Regions from separate parts of the Mus musculus genome. Here region 1 is linked to region 2. The links are chromatin contacts, called in public promoter capture Hi-C maps. All regions are on one chromosome and are shown on one strand. The core of a region is the stretch at or near the end of the contact, and the rest is flanking DNA. Distances in the headings are between cores, read along the strand shown.

Evidence for each region. Promoter capture Hi-C pulls out the DNA fragments that hold promoters and counts their contacts.
Region 1: a contact with region 2 is called in a promoter capture Hi-C map of neutrophils, with 3 times the contacts expected there. The contact joins the promoter of Atl2 here to the promoter of Fez2 in region 2. A contact is called at or near these places in 1 of 39 promoter capture datasets (neutrophils) and 1 of 115 datasets of contacts at active chromatin or transcription factors (pancreatic cancer cells).

Annotation. Positions count from the first base shown.
Region 1 is chr17:79,894,862-79,898,482 of GRCm38.p6, forward strand. It overlaps Atl2 (atlastin GTPase 2), which reads right to left and starts at 1,262. Exons shown (of 13, transcript NM_019717.3): 1 at 1,048-1,262. The coding sequence starts at 1,165. It overlaps Gm41625 (a long non-coding RNA gene), which reads right to left. Exons shown (of 4, transcript XR_876985.3): 4 at 3,228-3,288.
Region 2 is chr17:78,415,817-78,419,564 of GRCm38.p6, forward strand. Fez2 (fasciculation and elongation protein zeta 2 (zygin II)) reads right to left here and starts at 2,336. Exons shown (of 8, transcript NM_199448.3): 1 at 2,017-2,336. The coding sequence starts at 2,267.

The sequences.
Region 1 (3,621 bases), core at 12-2,511, 1.5 Mb after region 2:
AGGTATCTAACCCTAAGCCCTTACGATTTCTAAGCCTTTGAAAAACTTTTCCGCCTTTAACCATCGCAACTCTCAATAAGGACTTCGTGCGTTCAATTCGCACCACGGTGAAAGATCAAATGCTACACTCCTAAAAATAGGGGTGCTGTGAGTGAGAGCAACACACAACACCGCGCTGCCAACGCAACTGCGTCTTCGACGGGGTAGGGGCGCCATGTACACACACATACAGTAGGAGCTCACATTCAGCAAAACCCAGGAACGACGGGATCAGGTGACTTCAAACCAGACACTCTCAGCCTGAAGCGAATGACTCGCAGCCCCAGGGCTCCTAACCCCAGTCTGACAACCGGAGCCAACACTTGCAACCCTGGCCAATCCACGCACAACTCGTGCGAATGGGTTCGGCGGAGCCAAGAGCTGGTGAAGCTGAAGCTGAGCCCGGGCCCCAGCCCTGGCCTGCGGACTGCGGCTCCCATCGGGAAGGAAGGGTGTGTGAGTGTGTGTGGTGTGTGTGTGGAGAGAGCTCTGCGACCTGGCAGCCAGGTGCCAGCGGTTCCCGCGTCCACCGCCACCGCGGGGCCCAGCGCGTCCCGCTCGTCCCTCCCTTCCCGGCCCGCGTCAGGCACCCAGGGCAGTGAGTGCCCGCCGGGTGACCGATCCCGTACCGCCCGCCGACCTCCGCGCGTCCCGGCCCCGTGGCCCCGGCTCAAGGCCGCCCCCTTGGGTCGGGGCGGACACCGCGGCGGCCACGCGGCGGCGGCGGGCAGGGGGCCGGGCTGCCCGTTCCCCCGGCAGCTGGGAGAGCCGAGGCCCGCGGGCCGCCCTCTCAGGCCGCGCGGCGGAGCGTGGGGCGCGGCTGCCGCTAGGCCCTGCGAGCGAGCGAACGAGCGTGCGAGCGAACGGGCGGCCGCGGCGGCCAGAGCCGAGCCGAGCCCAGCCAGCCGCGGTCTTCGACCCCAGCGGGCGACCGGTGCCCGCCAGCCCGAACGGCCGCAGCCTCCCCGACTCCCGGCCCCCCGTGGCCTCGGCCCCTCCGGCCCGTACCTAGGGAGGTCGTAGACGAGACGTGGTTAACTCCGACGCTCGAGTCGCTGGTCTGTCGCCGGCGCCTCAGCCCCTGCTGCGGCTGCTGCCTTCGCGCTGCCTCGTCCCCCTCCGCCATCTTGTACCGATTTAAAATTAACTCCCCACTGACGTCAAACGCCGCCGCCGCTTTATCAACCTCCCGGGAGCCGGCGGGGCGGCCTGCGGGTCCTAGCGCCGCCCTCTGACTTGCGCGGCCCAGACACGCCCAGCCACGCCCATCAGCGCCCTCGCTCCTCCTCCGCCCGGGCCAACCTGCCGCGGAGCTCCGCAGCTCTCAGACTTCTAAGGAAGAGTTGGGGAACCCCCACTGCGGCCGGCGCCATCCCGTCCCTACCTTCCCGCTCTCGGGGCCACACCCCCTTGCCGCAGGGCGGAGAAGGCATCTCCAGTCCCTCCTTTCCCAATTCTCTTCGCATCTCTAACGTTGACTCTGCACGTGAGGTTACATTCGCATCCTTTCCCTCCTAGCTTTCTTACCCCCAGCCCTCTTCCCTGCGAAGCCAGTGCCTGGCTTCTCCTGATATCTTGGCCCTACACAGAAAGGTTTTCTCTTTCCACCACTATCCTACAATTTGTTTGCATTGGCTCCCCATCGCCTTCTGAGGCTACTTTACCCTCTCAACTATGCATATCTGAAACCCAAAAAAATACCGCTCTGATCAGAGAAGGAATTCTAATACATCCTCTCCTAACTGTGATGAACCTTCTTCTGGGGATCCACTGGCATCATGTAGAAAGTTCGAGAAACTTTATAACAGATACGTCAACCTGTGGAGGCAGCTGTGGAACACAGTTCTTAGTCTCATGAATTTGTACCACAACCATGGCTGCAGGAGAAAATCCTTTTCTCTTGAAAAAGTGGGAGCCCAGGTGTCCAAATGATTGTCTTACCCCAACCTCTTAAGCCTATACTTTGCAACCTTTAATTCCACAAAACCTCTAGAAAAAAACCGTTAGTGTCATCAAACTTTGGAGGGCATCATTCCAGATGGGCTTTGGTTGAACTGTCTGGGGATTAAGTCACCTGTTCTCTATCTTTGGAGACACAGATTGTGAGTTCCTTCTGCACTAACTCTGTGTGCTGCTCCCATGTTTCCTGAGCAACCTAGTAAGGGACTTGCTTGATAGTAGGTGTGCTTGCTTGCTTGCTTTTCTTTTCTTTCCTTTCCTTTTCTTTTCTTTTCTTTTCTTTTCTTTTCTTTTTTCTTCTCTTTTTGTTTGGTGGTGGTGGTTTTTCAAGACATAGTTTCTCTGTATAAACCTCTGTATAAGCCTTGGCTATCCTGGAACCCATTTTACAGACAAGGCTGGCCTCAAATTCACAGAGCTTGCCTACCCCTGCCTCTTGAGCGCTGGGATTAAAGGCATGGACCCCCACGCCTGACCTTAGATTTTCTTTCATAATCTCTCTCTGTGATAACTATTGGAGATTGTACACTCCGCGGTGTGCAGGTGCTTGGGCATGAAAGAAGATGTCAAGATGAGGATTTTTGCCTTCAAAGACCAAAATCCCATTTATTGTCAGTGGTTACATGACACTGAGCACACCCTATCAGATATCCTGGGAAAGTTAGTCATTCCCAAAGCTGTGCTGCTGGCCAACTGGTCTTCAGAGGGGGTTCTACTCGCAGACACTGGCATCTCATCAGCTCTGCTACAGCACCCCAGATAGAGCCACACCTCCTGGATCCAGTGAATATAGAGAAACCTAACTCAGGTCGTCACAGAATGAACACTGACCCACGGTCAAATCCAAGTTTAAAAAGCCACCTTCATTATAGTTACCTCTCTTCTATTCAAACCAAAGAGACACATTCCAGACTTCTTTCTCCTCTTTCCACCCAACAAATCTTCTATTGTCATTGTGACTGCTGGATCTCTCCCTAACTCACTTCCTCTCCAGCACCACCCTAGCCTGTATCTTCATTCAACCTCCTATCTCCCCCACTCCCCTGTAACAAAGTATTTCCCTTCTCCTGTAGACTCTTCACCCAGCCGAAGGTTTGAGTTTTGTTTTGTTTTGTTTTTTTTAACATACAAATAGGATCATAGGGTTGCTCTGCTCAGGGTAAAGGCCAAACTGTAGTTGACAAAGGCTTTTACAATGTGAAGTCTGCCATTTTTCTTTCTGTTTCTCTGCCTCGTTCTCCAGTCCATCACTGGTTCCTTCATTCTTTGATTCCACACAGTCATCTTGTTCTGGGATATCAAAGACACAAGTGATTAAAACGGACAAACAAAATGGGGCTCATTCCCCTTGTGGGGTGTTCAAGAATGGGTAAGTTGGTAAATAGATGAATTAAAAGTCTGAATCCCCTACTGATTCACCCAATGCTTCTAAACTTCCAGGTTCCACTGTGCTAGGCTAAAGCATTTTCACGGGATCACATCACCATTCTGAGACTATGATCTTCTATCTATGGAATGCTTCCTGTTCCGGGCACTGCTTAAAGTACTTTACAAGTAAGCCATCGAATCTGTAAAACAATCTATCTGTAAATCGGGCTTGCGGTGCTGCAGGTGTGGCCTGGC
Region 2 (3,748 bases), core at 1,086-3,585:
GCTAGAATACTTGCCTAGCATGCATGTGCCCTGGGGTTAAGTCCCAACACCACAGAAAACTGGGTGTGTTAGTGTACACCTTTAATCTCACCACGCAAGAGACCAAGGCAGAAAGATGGAGGTTCAAGGTCATCCTCACTACAAAATGAGTTTGAGGCTAGCCTGAGCTACATGAGACTCCAAATGGAGGGAAAAGGGTAATAAAATAAAACCAGGCTTAGCAGCTTATGCATATAATTTTAGCACAAGAAGGGCAGCAGGAAGACCAGGAGTTCAAGGTCAGCCTGAACTGCAAAGCAAGTTCAAGGCCAGCATGGGCTGCAAGACACAAAACAGGAAAAGCAACAAAATAGTTTAGATTTTACAGCCACCTAACTCTGAAGCACAGGCTAAAATAAACTTTCCAGAAAGTCCAGCTGAACCCAAAATAGGTCTTCTCTAAGAATCCTGGTACAAGCTACACTCACTCATCTGTTTTAAGTAAAGTACTCATAAATATAAATTTAAAAATCCTGAATGTGCAGTAAGTCTCAATAATTCAAGTCTATAAATCTACATAGAGGAAGCCATCTGCTCTTTGGGGAAAATCTACAAAAGTCACCTTTTGCTGTGCACCGCATGCTTATCTCTGCATTTAAACTCCCACCATACACTTATACCTCCACTGCCCTTGAGGAGAACATGGCTAGTCACCCATGTTAGCATAGGTCCTCTCTCTCTGCTCTCTCTTGGTAAATTTCCTAATTCCTTGAGAAATTAAAACTCTTTAATGCCATGAATCTTATCATAGTTCAAGAATTCCTCCCATGGTTTTGGTGCCTAAAGATACCGGGCATCAAGCAAGACCAATGACCCCGGAGACCTGGGATCTGTAAAAAAAAAAAAAAAAAAAAAAGAGAGAGAGAGAGAGAGAGAGAGAGAGAGAGAAGCTGACTGTACAAGTGGTCTGACTCCAAGGATGCGTCTGACAGGCTTGCTTTACCCGTCCACAATCACACAAGTACTCACACAAAATTATTAAGATGTAATAAAAAATGCTGTTGTTTCAATTCTCCTCACTAACATGTAGTGTCTCCGGCCACCATTGTGTTCCCAATGTTCTGGAAACGGGTCCTACCCATCACCTTCCAAGAGGGCCAGTACTCTTAGGGTCTCCACTCACCCTGCAAACAAAACACTCGAGCTCACTGGCTCGCACCATTCTTTTGGCTAGATTTTCACGAAAAGATGCGGTACATAATTACAACTCTCGTGTAAACAAACAATAATTGGGTTTAAAAGTGTCTGAATAAAGCGCTTTCATCAACCCCTGTGAATGTCATCACACTGAAGCTAATCACAGAGAAAACGGGAGCCATTGCTGCTGTGCACTGGTCTTCTGGATACACTATTAGATATCATTAGTAAGGGCTACCATTTACTTTTTGCCTCTGTGACAGTTTGTTCTTGTGGGCCCAAGAGACTTCTATAACTTCAATGGTAACTCACACCTCTGCACTCTGCCTAACTCCCAGATCTCCATCAAGGATTCAGTTAGCGGCTATAAAGTCTTCATTCGGACATCCCCTTTGAAATCTCCCGTATCCGGTACAAATACCTATCAAAGTACTCATTACACTCGGAAAACATGTGCTTAACCAACCTATGTCCCATCCCACTTTGTGTCCTACTTGAGAGGAGCAATGCCCACTTCGGCATCCCCAGTGCCAGGCCCCATGACAGGGGCTTTAAGAAAAGCGAGTTGAATGAATGAACTGAGCCACACGTGCCCCAGGAGGCAGGGTCTCCACAAGGAAGCACACAGGGGTCTGCAGGAGGGTTCAAGGGGAAGGAAGGCAGGGCAACAGCGGGCATTTAAACTCCAGGGCCAGGCCGGCAGCCCCGGGGCGGGGCTCAGAGCGACCGAGGAAGAAGGAGGGCGCGGGGCGGGGCCTGTGGGGACTCCCGGCTGCGGCGGGGGCAGGGCGAGGTTGGGGCCGCTCCCGCCCGCCCGCCCGCTCCGGGGCCCGCACTCACTCGTCCCCTTGCAGGAGGCTGCACTCCGTGATGGGCCGCACGGCCGCCCGTGGGGGCTCGGCCTCCGACGTGGGGCGGAAGCACAGGCTCAGCTTCTCCTCCAGGCTGGAAGCCAGCGCCGGGAAGCTGTCGCCGCCCGCGTGTGCCCCCGCGCCAGCCTCCGGGCTCGCGTTACAGTTCTCCTGTTCCTGGACACTCCCGGCCGGCTCCTGGAACTCATAGAAATCCTGCCAGTCCCCGTCAGCCGCCATCGCGCCCGCTGCCGGCGCCCCGCCCCGGTCAGACAGCCACGCCCTGTCGCTTCCAGGCCACGCCCCAACGGTGCCCGCCCACTTGAGGCCACGCCCCTTGTCCTCCAGCTCTTGGTTGAGCGGAGACCCAAGCTGACTTTAAAGTCTTCCCTTCCTGAGTCTTCTGGAAGACCTTAACCGAGTTGAGTCACTTCCGATGTTCTTGAGCATTTAGAAACAACTTCCCTCAGTGTCCCTGTCTAAAAGTGGCTAAAAGGAAGACTTCTTTAAACCTACTTACTGTCAGATTTTTGCCCCATAGGAACATTTCTAACACTCCATCTAGATTGACAAGATTTACTGGGAAATGTTTGCTTGGTACCAAAATCCATTCCACAAATACATCTCTCCCATGTGCAAAACGCATGCTTGCTAATAATTATGTGAGTGAATATGCTCAAAGTACTTAGAAAATGCCTCAACAATAAATACTCACCTGCTTGCTATGCATGGTCACTTCTTCATTACTGTAGCCCGACCTTTAAAATTTAATGAAAATTAAATCTTGTAAAAGCATGGCTGAGGTATGGAAAGCTTTCTTTTCATAGACCTAGCTTCTTATTTGTTTGTTTATTTGCAAAATAAAATTATCCATGAAGGTAAAGAGCAGTGATTGTTGTATGCCATATACACTGTACCCTGAAGATGGCTAGGATTATAGTTTTATCACATGCATTTAACTACAACAAAAATCAAGGAAAGTAGGCAGATGCAGTAAATGCCCAATAATAGACAGAATCATTATTCCTTCAAATGTGTCATTCAGGTGGGTGAAACATCTTTCAATAATATATTATAAAATGTTATAAAACAGAGGAGCAATGCAGCTGGGGAAGAGGGGGAAGGGGGTAACTGGGAGGAGTTGAGGGAGGGGGAACTGCAGTCAAAGGGATTGTATGAGAGAAAAGTACATTTTAAAAGGGAATATATATGTATATATATATATATATACATATATAGTGTCTACTCAGGAATTGTATAAAAATTTATTGGGCAACTCAATCCAGTGAGCTCGTTTTATATATAATTAAATACAAAATGCCCAATGAATTTCCTTGCAAACAATACCTGCCCCTCCTTGGGTAAAAGGAAGTGTTAAGTGGTAGAATGTAAGAAGACATTCAACAGGAGACCCATTTCTGCCATGTTGTGGTACCATGCTCTTCCACCCAGCCTTTCTCTAGACTCTTTGACTCAGCCTTTCTTAGAAACTACCCAGTTTCAAGTTTCTGTTCCCTCGCCCCTTCACTCAGTATGTCCTGTCAGCACTTCTTCTCCTTCCTGACAGGCTGCTCCCTTCAGCTAACTTCTAGCTTGAACCAAAGCACCAGCTTCGGGTTTACACAGTCCATCACCAGGGGCCCCCTGAGGAGGAAGCCGGCCTCCTTTATCACTCCATAGAGCCTAATTTTGTACGTTGGCTTCACTCAAACTTATCTACT